3 separate regions of the Sus scrofa genome follow, and regions 1 and 2 are each linked to region 3. Evidence: chromatin contacts called from public targeted proximity ligation data. All regions are on one chromosome and are shown on one strand. The core of a region is the stretch at or near the end of the contact, and the rest is flanking DNA. Distances in the headings are between cores, read along the strand shown.

Evidence for each region.
Region 1: a targeted proximity ligation map of skeletal muscle shows a contact between it and region 3, with 4 times the contacts expected there. A contact is called at or near these places in 2 of 47 Hi-C or Micro-C datasets (heart right ventricle and skeletal muscle) and 1 of 2 datasets of targeted methods (skeletal muscle).
Region 2: a targeted proximity ligation map of skeletal muscle shows a contact between it and region 3. A contact is called at or near these places in 2 of 47 Hi-C or Micro-C datasets (embryonic fibroblasts and heart right ventricle) and 2 of 2 datasets of targeted methods (alveolar macrophages and skeletal muscle).

Annotation. Positions count from the first base shown.
Region 1 is chr3:93,436,891-93,440,355 of Sscrofa11.1, reverse strand. It overlaps STPG4, which reads right to left. Exons shown (of 7, transcript XM_003481221.4): 7 at 2,286-2,614. The coding sequence ends at 2,498. Among named protein-coding and RNA genes, the nearest start is that of STPG4, 52 kb to the right of the region's middle.
Region 2 is chr3:93,472,114-93,475,534 of Sscrofa11.1, reverse strand. All of the region lies in intron 18 of TTC7A (tetratricopeptide repeat protein 7A), which reads left to right. Among named protein-coding and RNA genes, the nearest start is that of STPG4, 87 kb to the right of the region's middle.
Region 3 is chr3:93,262,798-93,266,214 of Sscrofa11.1, reverse strand. No RefSeq gene overlaps it. Among named protein-coding and RNA genes, the nearest start is that of EPCAM, 79 kb to the right of the region's middle.

The DNA.
Region 1 (3,465 bases), core at 511-3,010, 170 kb before region 3:
GCCTCCAGGTCCAGAAAGAAGACAGAAGCCATGGGAGCCAAGGGCAAAGCGTGGTGAATGGACTCAAATAACAAGGGTGTCGGATGCCCCTGCAGAATGTTCTCCATGGGCTCCACCTCCAGGTCAAATCTCGGCAGGCCTCCCAAACGCCCTTCTTGCAGGCCAGGCAAGAGACCCTCTCCCTTTCTTCTTCTGAAAGAGCCTTCATTCTCTTCTAGAACACAGGGGACCTGCGTCAACCCCGATTACACACCTAACACAGCTGGGCCCCTGCAGCTGTGTTGCGCCCAGGGTCTAGCCCCCACTCCTGGCCACAGCTGGAGGGCCCAGGAGTAGACCCCTGACCCAAGCTGGCCAACTGGATTCCCTCTCCCTGGAACCCAGTTCTGGAACTGAGAGGGGCTGGTCACGTGCTTTGAGGGCGCAGGCTCGGTAAATGACAGGAGGAGGACGTTGCATTAAATCCTCTGCATGGGAAGAGGCAGCCGAGAGAAAGCAGAGGAAAACCAGAGGGAGAGAAAGGCCTTCCTGCCCGCCCTGGTCACCCCTCTGGCATCCCGCGCTGCCCTTGCTGGCATGAGGGGCGCCTCTAATCTTCCACCCATGAGCCCTAAGATGGACATAATGGCCCCTCGCCTCACTCCTTCTAGAACCGCTGCCCTGAGCACAGGCACAAGTGGAGACACTGCTTCCTAGAGAAAACACCCTCCATCAGGACGGCCAGCCGTACCTTCTTCAGGGCCTTTGACACATGTGAAAAGTAAAATGGGGAGCTCTCTGCCCTGCAGTCACCTTCTGATCAAAATGGGACAAGAGCCACCACCCCGAGGCGTCCGCCTGATCTCCCAAGGGGCTGTTTTCTGCTCTGAAGGAAGGCAGTGTGGGGAGTTTCCTCCACAAATGAGAGGAAACTTGATCAACCCAGTGGGACGAGGGCCTCCCCTTCCCTGCCCAACACTCACAATATAAAGGTGTTTATAAGACTAGAGAAGAGAGGTGGTTTTTTTTTTTAAACATATAATAAAATGTAAGGGTTTATATTATGTATTTTTCTTTTCTTAGTTTAAAAAAAAAGATTCCTCCTTTTTTTTTTTTTTTTTTTTTTGCTTTTTAGGGCCACACCTGCAGCATATGGCGGTTCCCAGGCTAGGGGTAGAATTGGAGCTGCAGCTCCTGGCCTACACCACAGCCACAGCAACACCAGATCTGAGGCATGTTGGTGATCTACACCACAGCTCCCGGCAACTCCCGATCCTTGACCCACTGAGCGAGGCCAGGGTCAAACTCGAGTCCTCATGGATACTAGTCAGGTTCATTACTGCTGAGCCACAATGGGAATTCCTCCTCCCTATTATTGATTAATGACTCTGTCGTCTCCCCATCCTTCATGAGACCCTGGCCGTCCAGCAGAGGGTCTGTCTGGCTGGAGCAGCACTGACTGCTTGGCTGGGGTCTGGGCTCCCCCCACCCCTCTCCGCCCCACTTGCACCCTCCACTCTAGTTGCTGCTGGCTCCCTCTGTTTCTCTCCAGCAAATAATTCTTCCTGCTTTCTGCTCAGACAAGGTTCCTTGCCCTCCACCTTCCTCCCTCTCCTCTCTGCCTCTCTCAGTCTCCCCGTCCCTTGGGTGCCAGCCAAGCTGCAGCCTGCCTGCAGCCGTCCTTCCCCGCTCGGGCCGTGCTGTCCTGTCCCTGCTCTGAGCGCTGTGACCTTTGTTGTCAGAACCGCTCTTCTGTCTACCGGCACGGTGGTTTTAGTTTCCCGAGACCAGGGCCTGTCTTCGAGGTGGAACCCCATCCACAGGATGGCAGCCCCTGCGCTGCACACAAGGTGAACAGAAGGAGCTTCTTGGCACGGTTTTGCAAGCCACCCTTGAGCCGGGAACGCCTCCAAACTACCTTTCTGGCCTTGTCTCCCCTATAGCCCTCCGAAACTCAGTCACATGCCTCGTTCATCTCTGTCTCAACCCCCACTCCCGGGCCCCAGCACAGCACCTGGCACGGAGCAGACACTCAAAATATTTTTGTTGACTCGAAACCGCAAATGCTTGTTGGGTTGAATCAATATTGTTCTTTTCAGGGAGTTGAGAAAGAGAAAGAACCATCTGTTGGGATCCTGTCAAGCTCAGGTTGGCCTTGACTGAATGCCGAGCCCCCAAGAAAGTCTCCTGGAGTCTGGGAGGAATTATAAGCCTGGCACAGCGGAGACCCACACAGAGCAGCGCCCGAGATGCTGTAAGAGCAGCCCAGGGGCATAGCCTCCAGAAGGACACCCCTTGACAATACACAGAGTGAGCATATAATTTATTGTTCAAACCAAGAGACGTCTGAGAGCGAGCTGGAAATTTTGCTGGGACTATTCCAGATCAGCGGGCTGGATGGTCATCTTGGGCAAAGGATTATGGTCTGTGGTCAAACCCTCCTAAAGAATAGACAAAATAAGCGTTTTCTAAACATAAGAACTTACGGAAACTCACTTAGGGCCAAGAAGGATCTATTTTAAAAGCCAATTGTGTTGTTGAAGAAAAGGCTGTGTTCTCGGCCCATCTTGGCTACGGTCCGGGGCTGCCTGGGGAACTGTGCTGAAGACGTGTATGCTCCTGGGCCTGGGGTTTTCTGAAAACAACAGAAAACAGGGGGTGATCAGATGATGACGCCAAAACTGGGAGCCTCCCGAGTCTGGCTGTTGGCTCAGATGTGGCCAGTGAAACCCCACAGGGGGAGACAGGGCTGTACCGGCCTGGGCCAAGGCCTATGTGCCCTTGAATTAGAGTCTGTCCTTGGAGCTGAGACCTGCACCTGTAGGTGGCTCTCCCTAAGGCTGCGGGGTTGCTGAGAGAAGGGCGGAAGAGCAAGTGAGAGACCCAGGGGGAAGGGCTCACACCCCAGTGCACCTCTCCTGGGCACCTCCTAGGAACCCCAAGCAGAGCCTGTCCCTGGGAATGCCAGCACACCCCCTCTCATGACCTCAGGCTACTGGTGGTGCGTTGGAGAGAATGGGTTCTGAACCTGGGTGGTTGACCTCAAAAGCCCAAACTCTGTGTTTCCCTTGCTCTCCCAGGATGACAGAGTCACGTGCTTCTCTACCAGGGCTTCAGACCACAGGCTTAGAAGTAGACATTCTCAAGGGAGTGAAGAGTTCTAATTTTGAAAAGTCATGTTTTCATTTTGATGAGATTCTTGAAAAAATGATCTTGCCAATTATTTCAACAAAGCTTCTTTTCTGTAGTGATCAGATGCAAATGAATGTTATTCATAGAGAAAGACTGATTTCTTAGGTCAGTGTTGCCCATGCTGGACCTTTTCTTTCTTCCTTTCTTCCTTCTTCCTTCCTTTCTTTCTTTCCTTTATTTTCTAGGGCTGCACATGCGGCATATGGAAGTTCCCACACGAGGGGTCAAACTGGAGCTGCAGCTGCCAGCCTATGCCACAACCACAGACACAGACACACAGGATCCAAACCGCAT
Region 2 (3,421 bases), core at 590-3,089, 210 kb before region 3:
CCCCTTGAAGGGCTGCCAGGAGCTGATCACCAAGGAGTAACTTCTCCCTAGGCCCCACCCCACCAGCCGACCCAGGCCAAGAGTATTGTCATCAGCACCCCCACCCACCCCGTCTAATGACTCTACCAGCTGTAGCAAATTTCCAGGAAGGGAAATGTGGTCCCCCCCTTATCATTTTGGAATGAGCTTATCCCCCTGGTTTCAAGAGAAATCGCATCCCCAGTCTGTTTTGTCAATCACAAACCCCCTCTTAGGTTGGGAAATCTTGTATCCTTTCTCTCCCCACGGTGGTCCTCCCCCTTCCCTCTTCAGCCTCATTCCCATCCCAGGGTGACGTGAGAAGCCTCTCAGAGGGTTCCCACCTGAGAGATGAGTTTCAAAACTGTCACCTCTCTGGCCATGGATCCGTGTGAAAAGGGGAGAGGCGCCTGGCCCCATGGATGCTCCTGAGCCTCAAGAGGGGCTTTCCACAGAGTTCCCATTGTGGCTTAGGGGTTAACCAATCTGACCAACATCCATAAGGATGCAGGTTCGATCCCTGGCCTTGCTCAGTGGGTTAAGGATCTGGTGTTGCTGTGAGCTGCGGTGTAGGTGGCAAACACGACTCAGATCCCACGTTGCTGTGGTTGTGGTATAGTCCAGCAGCTACAACTCTGATTGGACCCCTAGCCTGGGAACCTCCATATGCTGCTGGTACGGCGCTAAAAAGCGGAAAAAAAAAAAAAAAAAAGAAGGGGTGTTTCCAGAAGAGCAGGATGGCCCACCTTCTTCTCCCACTGCAGCTTGTGTCTCGGGCAGACAATGTGCCAGAGAGAGGGAGACGGATGGTGGGAGAGGCCCCTGACCTGGAGGGCCCTGGGCTTTTCCCAGCTCGGGGTGGTCTGCCCAAGTCTCAGCTCCCAAATGGCAGATATCCACTGTCTGGGCGCTGGTGTCCTGGCTCTTTAGGGGACCCTGAAGCAGGAGCTGCCCCCGGCTGTCAGCTGCGCAGACTGGGGACCCAGGGTGGGGCCCTCAGGGCTGTGTCTCAAGAGCGTATTTATGATAGAGTTACCACGCGGCGGCATCAGCTGCGTCTGACCCCTGGTCCCCCGTGCGCCTCTGGTCCTTCAGTTTCCCTCTTGGCACCTCCTCTTTCCCCTTCTCCTCCTCCCCTCTGTCTTGTCTCCCAGCCCCTGCCCTCCAGCCTTCGGTGCCCGCTCCCCTGTCCTGTCTCCCTTTGCTCCTGCTTTCCCTCCTTCCCTCCTCTGTCACCCCCTCCTCCTGAGTCCCTGAGGACAGCACTCCCAGGACAGGAAGTCGGGAGCCCTGATGCCCACATGGCCCCCTCTGGGGCCCAGGGTTGGAAGGTCCCAGCCCAACCCCCAGATCCCTTCCAACGTTCGGCTTCTCTGTGCGACTCTCCTGGCTGGTCCCCACCCCCTTTTTCTGTCTCATTCCTTCCCCCCTGCCCCCCTTCCTTCCCCTTTATTCTGAGCATCCATATGTCTGAGGTTTGCTCCGTTATTTCCTTTAGAGGACAGTTTTGGGGACCCCTCCCCCGGGGGCTGAAGTTAGATCCTTTTTAGGGTCTAACCTTCTCTCCTGCCCTGAGGGGGTGCCTCTCTCCTTTCTGGGGTCTCTAGGCAGCCCATCTCACCAAGGGAGGCCTTCAAAGGGCGGGGGCCCGGGGCCCTCCCTCGCTCGCCCTGCTCCTTGGCTCCAGGCCCGCCAAGCAAGGCCCCCCTCCCTGCAAAGAGGCTCAGCCTTGGCAAGAACGGCGGGAAGCCTGGAGCCAGCTCTGGGTGCAGGGTTAGATCAGGATGCCTCAGAAAAAAAAAAATCATACAAGGGACTGTTGCAAAGCTCCAGGGAACAGATGTTTTCCATTTGGAGCCTGCGGAGAGAAAGCGCAGAGGGGGGCGGGTAGAGAGCGATGGAAGGAAGCGGCAGAAGAGCCGAGACAGACAGAGAGGAGGACAGGAGTAGGCGGAGAGGAAGAGACGAGGGGAGTGGAAATCAGAAGGGCGGGAGCAAAGAGGGAGGGACCGAGGGGATCAGAGAAGGGCCCCCTGACACTGAGCGGGCAGCAAGGCCCCCGTTCAACCTTGACTATGAAAATTCAAGGAAAATCCGGTAGCATTGATTGTTCCTCCAGCCCTGGCTGGGGGAGGCCAGGATGGGTGTGGGCTGGGAGGTGGAGGCTGGGGCGCTGGCGGGCACGGTGCCATGTGGCTCCTGCTGCAACCCAGGTCGGCTGTCTGGGGAGCACCATGTTTGGTAAAACAACTGCCTGGGGACACTGAGGCTGTGAAGAAGGGGTGCATTGCAGCCCCCAGACCTGTGGGTCTGTGTGCAGGTCCAGGGCCCCGTCCCGGAGGCCGGGCCTGTCAGGGGCTGTCTGCCGGGCGGCCAGGAGCCCTCAGGAGCCCTCGCTCCTCTGGCTCTGTTCTGTGTCATCTGATTTCCTGCCTAACAGGTATTGAAGTCCATCAGAGCAGAGCGGCCCTGCCTCTTTTTCAGGGCATGTCCTCTGGCGTGTGCCTGGGACAAGGCCCAGGGCCCCAAGGAAGGAAGGAGGTGGGGAGCCCTGTAATTGAAATCTGTTGCTGTCGAGGCACTAGGAAATATTCCCAAGGGAAGGATGGGGGACAAGCTTCAGAGATGGGGCTCAAGAGACAGCACGGCACATTGTCAACAGCTTAGTGGGCCGTGCCAGGACCGGGTGGGCAGGTAGGTCAGGCCTGGGGCGGGCCTGCTGAGACACAGATCCAGGGGAGCGGGGAGCCCAGCCTCTGAGCTGAGCTCCTGGTGATGGAGGAAGACGCCTCGGGGCTGGTGCAGGACAGGCCTGCCCACCCCCGCCCCTCACACCGCACACTTCCTCCTGCTTCTCCCTTCTCCTCTGTGACCCTCAAGTCTGGCTACAGTGGGGCCCAGCCCTCCAGGTCTCCAGGCCCAGCCTCCCTTCTTTCTGCCCATCCAAGCATCCCTGTGCCTTCATGCCTCCGCTCAAATGCCGCCTCCCCCAGGAAGACTTCCCTGACCACACCAGCACAGCTGATCTGACCCCTTCTGAGTGCCTGGAACGCTCAGCATTGGCACTTGTCACTCCACTGCCCTGGATCACTCCAGTGGTTGGGTGGCTCGACTGCTCTATTTCCCAACCTACGCTTTTTCTCCACCTCGTGGAAGGGCCAGGAGCACGGTCAGTAGCCCACAGCTGGACATTGGGCACTCAGGTATGAGGGCAGCCTGCTGAGAGCCCCAGGCAGCAGAAGGCAACGTGACAGCAGAGCAGAGGCTGAGGTAGCCCATCCCCTGACCGCTGGGCCTGCCCTCCCTGTGAGGCCCTGGGTTCAAAGCTCGCGCTGCCTGGCCTGGCCTGGCCTTCCTGAGCTTTCCCCCTGGAAATCTTAAGTCCACACTGTCTCTGAAGACA
Region 3 (3,417 bases), core at 530-3,029:
GTCTTCCAAAAGTTTACATTTTTTTTTTCTGTCTTTTTAGGGCTGCACCTGTGGCAGATAGAGGTTTCCAGTCTAGGGGTCCACTCGGAGCTATAGCCATCAGCCTACACCATACCCACAGCCACGCCAGATCCAAGCAGCTTCTGTGACCTACACCACAGCTCACAGCAATGGCGGATCCTTAACCCACTGAGCGAGGCCAGGGATCGAACCTGAATCCTCATGGATTCGTTTCCACTGAGCCACAATGGGAACTCCCAAAAGTTTACAATTTAGTGGGAGAGAAAGGATAGGTACATAACTACTATATGACAAAGCACCACAGATAACTGGTATCAAAAAAGGGCCAAGGAGTGTATCCTATATAGGAGGACAGAGCTGAGAAAACTTACTCTGGGCTGAAAAAGTGAGGGACTGCTTCGTGAACGAAAGGAATAGAGTTTGAGGCAGGACCCTGAAGGAAGAGAAAGATTTGGAGGCAATGGAAATGGTGTTGCCATAGGGGCAAAGGGGAAGGGCCACTCCTAAGAGGAAAACCAGGTCAAGTTAGGTTCAGAAAAACATGAGTAGATTTAGTGTAGCTGGAGAGCAGATTCAAGCAGAAGCGCATACATGCATCCTAAGTATGTTGTGTGGCAAGACTGTAGAAGCTTTGAATTCAAGAGGAGAAGAAATTTGGATCAGAGGCTAGTGAGGGTATTTGAGCAGCAAAGGGAGGTGAAATGAATGCTGTGAGGTGTGGAAAGATAGTCTTGGGGAGACAGACAGGTAAGGAACAAGGTAAGTGGTCAATCTTGCTGAGAGGTCATGTGCCAGCCCAGAGCCAGCCAGAGCCAAGTCTTGGGCAGAGAGACTGACTTTCCATTTCTTTCTTTCTTTCTTTCTTTTTTTCTTTTTTTTTTTTTTTTTACAGAATAAAATACATATATTTAAACAATTACATTCACACTGATTATTATATCATGGATCTTAAGAAACATATTAAGTGACTCCCTATGGAGAAGTGGAATGGAAAATATGCTGAGACAAATAGGAAATTTATTCTATACTTTATCCCATTTTGTATGGCTTTCATGTTTATTATTTAGTATTATCTATTACATTTCAATTTTTCTTTAAAAATTAGCATTATATTAAAATTGTGTGTATTATGCAACTAAAATTTATAAAGAAGAAAGCCTTATATACCATTAAATATTTTATATAGCATAATAAAAATAACTGGTAAGAATAACAAAATCCATTTCTTTCTTTTTCATTCATTCAAATATTGACTGGTCCCAACCAGGCCCCGCACAGACAAACAGGTAAAGAGAACAGACACCTTCCCTCCTTTCCCAGGCCCAGGACACTACTCTTGGCTCAAGCGCCCAGCCCCAAGATTTGGGGCCAAGCGGGTCAAGGGCGAGGACCGGGTGTGGGGGGAAGTTGGCTCTGATCTGTCACCTGCAGCTTCTTTCCACAAAACCTCTACTCCCAGGCCCAAGTCCTCCGGTCACAGCCTAGCCAGACCTCCGCGCCCGCGCCGGCCACACCTGGAAAAGAAGGAATTGCGGGAAAAGGGGGTTGGCCTATGGAGGGGGTGGTACAACCGGAAACAGGGCTGGGCGGCGGGGGAAGGGAGCAGAGGATGGCTGAAGGATGGCCTGGGAAGGCGCTTCCCTAGGACGCCTGCACACGCCCAGAGGCTGGGCGAGCGCTTGGGCGGTGGGGCTGTGGGCTATGGGGAGCGGAATCGACCACGAGGGAGGAGGGGGAGGCCAGACTCCGGCGCGCCGAGCGGGTCCTATGCGCCCCCTGCCGAGCGCCGGCCTCCGCTGCACGCGCGGCCGCCGCCCCTGCGTGCGGGGACCCGGACCCCGCGGGCGGCTGGCACACCCCGGGAACCTCGCCGCCCGCTCAGGCCTCTCTCCGCGTGTCTGCAGTCTCTGCGCTCCTTCCTGGAAAAAGAAGGTGGGAAGCGGAGCCTTTTTTGTCATAGAAATAGAGGCGCTCCCGGAAGTGCCCTAGCCTAAAGAATGTTAGGAGCTGGCCTTACCAGGTGCTTGAAATTCTACCGTTAGAGATTCCATTCTTTGGAGGGGTGGAGTGCTGACATCCGCAACTTTTATTGGATAGTTTAACGCTGAGGATTTACCAGATATGCCTGGGGAGGGTCTTGGAAGGAGGAGGTAGTCAAAGTCGTTGATTCCTTGTCTCAGCCAAGCTTTTTATTAGTGCTCATTTGCCAGGGCCATCCTGAAGGTGACTCAGAGCCAGCAGTCGTATTGCGGCAGTGCTGGGACTGTGAAAGGCTAGTTTCTCCTGCCATGCTTTGCCTTTTATTAATCGCTGGATAGTTGAGGCCCCCTCCTCCAGGAAGTCTGCCTTGACTTTTAGGGGTATATATGGTTACAGGCAAAGTTGGTATCTTTCAGTTGAGCAGGCCACCTTCTTGGTTTATTTCCCATGAGTTCTGTCTGGTTTCTCCAGGCTCATTCAATGATTAGGGCCAGAAAACCCTCATCAGCTGTGGCACTTCTCTAAAGGAGAAGAAGAATATAATCTAAAGAGAACAAACGAGCCGATTTCCTGACCAATCAAGGATAAGCTCATGCTGTCCTCAAGGACCATTTGCATCTGGTCCCATGTTACATATGGCCTTCATGAGCATCCACCATGGACAGTCTGTTTTCCAGAGAGTAGCCAGGAGTCCCATAAGATCATGAATGCTCATAAATTTAAGTTAGATGGTCTCTCTTCTCAAATCCTTGCAATAGCTCCCCATCTCCCTTGGGGTAAAAACTGAAGCTTCCATCCTGGCTTGAAGGTTCAAGGTGCTCTGGGCCCCGCTGCTTACTAATTTCTTTCTTTCTTTCTTTCTTTCTTTCTTTCTTTCTTTCTTTCTTTCTTTCTTTCTTTCTTTCTTTCTTTCTTTCTTTTGCTTTTCGGGGCCACACCTGTGACATATATGTGTGTGTGTATATATGTATATATATATAATTTTTTTTTTGCTTACTAATTTCTCAGAGCTCCTCTCCTAACAGCTCTTCCCCTCACTTGCCACTACGGCCATATTGGCCTCTTTGCTGCTGTCCCTTAAACTCATCAGACACACTCTCACCCTTTTTGACACTTGCCTATTCACCCTGCATTTTGACACTTGGCTATTTCCTCTCCCTGGAATGCTGGTTCCCCAGATTGCTACGTGACCCACTCCCTCACCTCCTGCAGGTCTCTCTTTGTTTATTTATTTATTTATTTGTCTTTTTGCCATTTCTTGGGCTGCTCCGGTGGCATATGGAGGTTCCCAGGCTAGGGGTCGAATCGGAGCTGCAGCCACCGGCCTACACCAGAGCCACAGCAACACGGGATCCGAGCTGCATCTGCGACCCACACCTCAGCTCACAGCAGCGCCAGATCCTTAACCCACTGAGC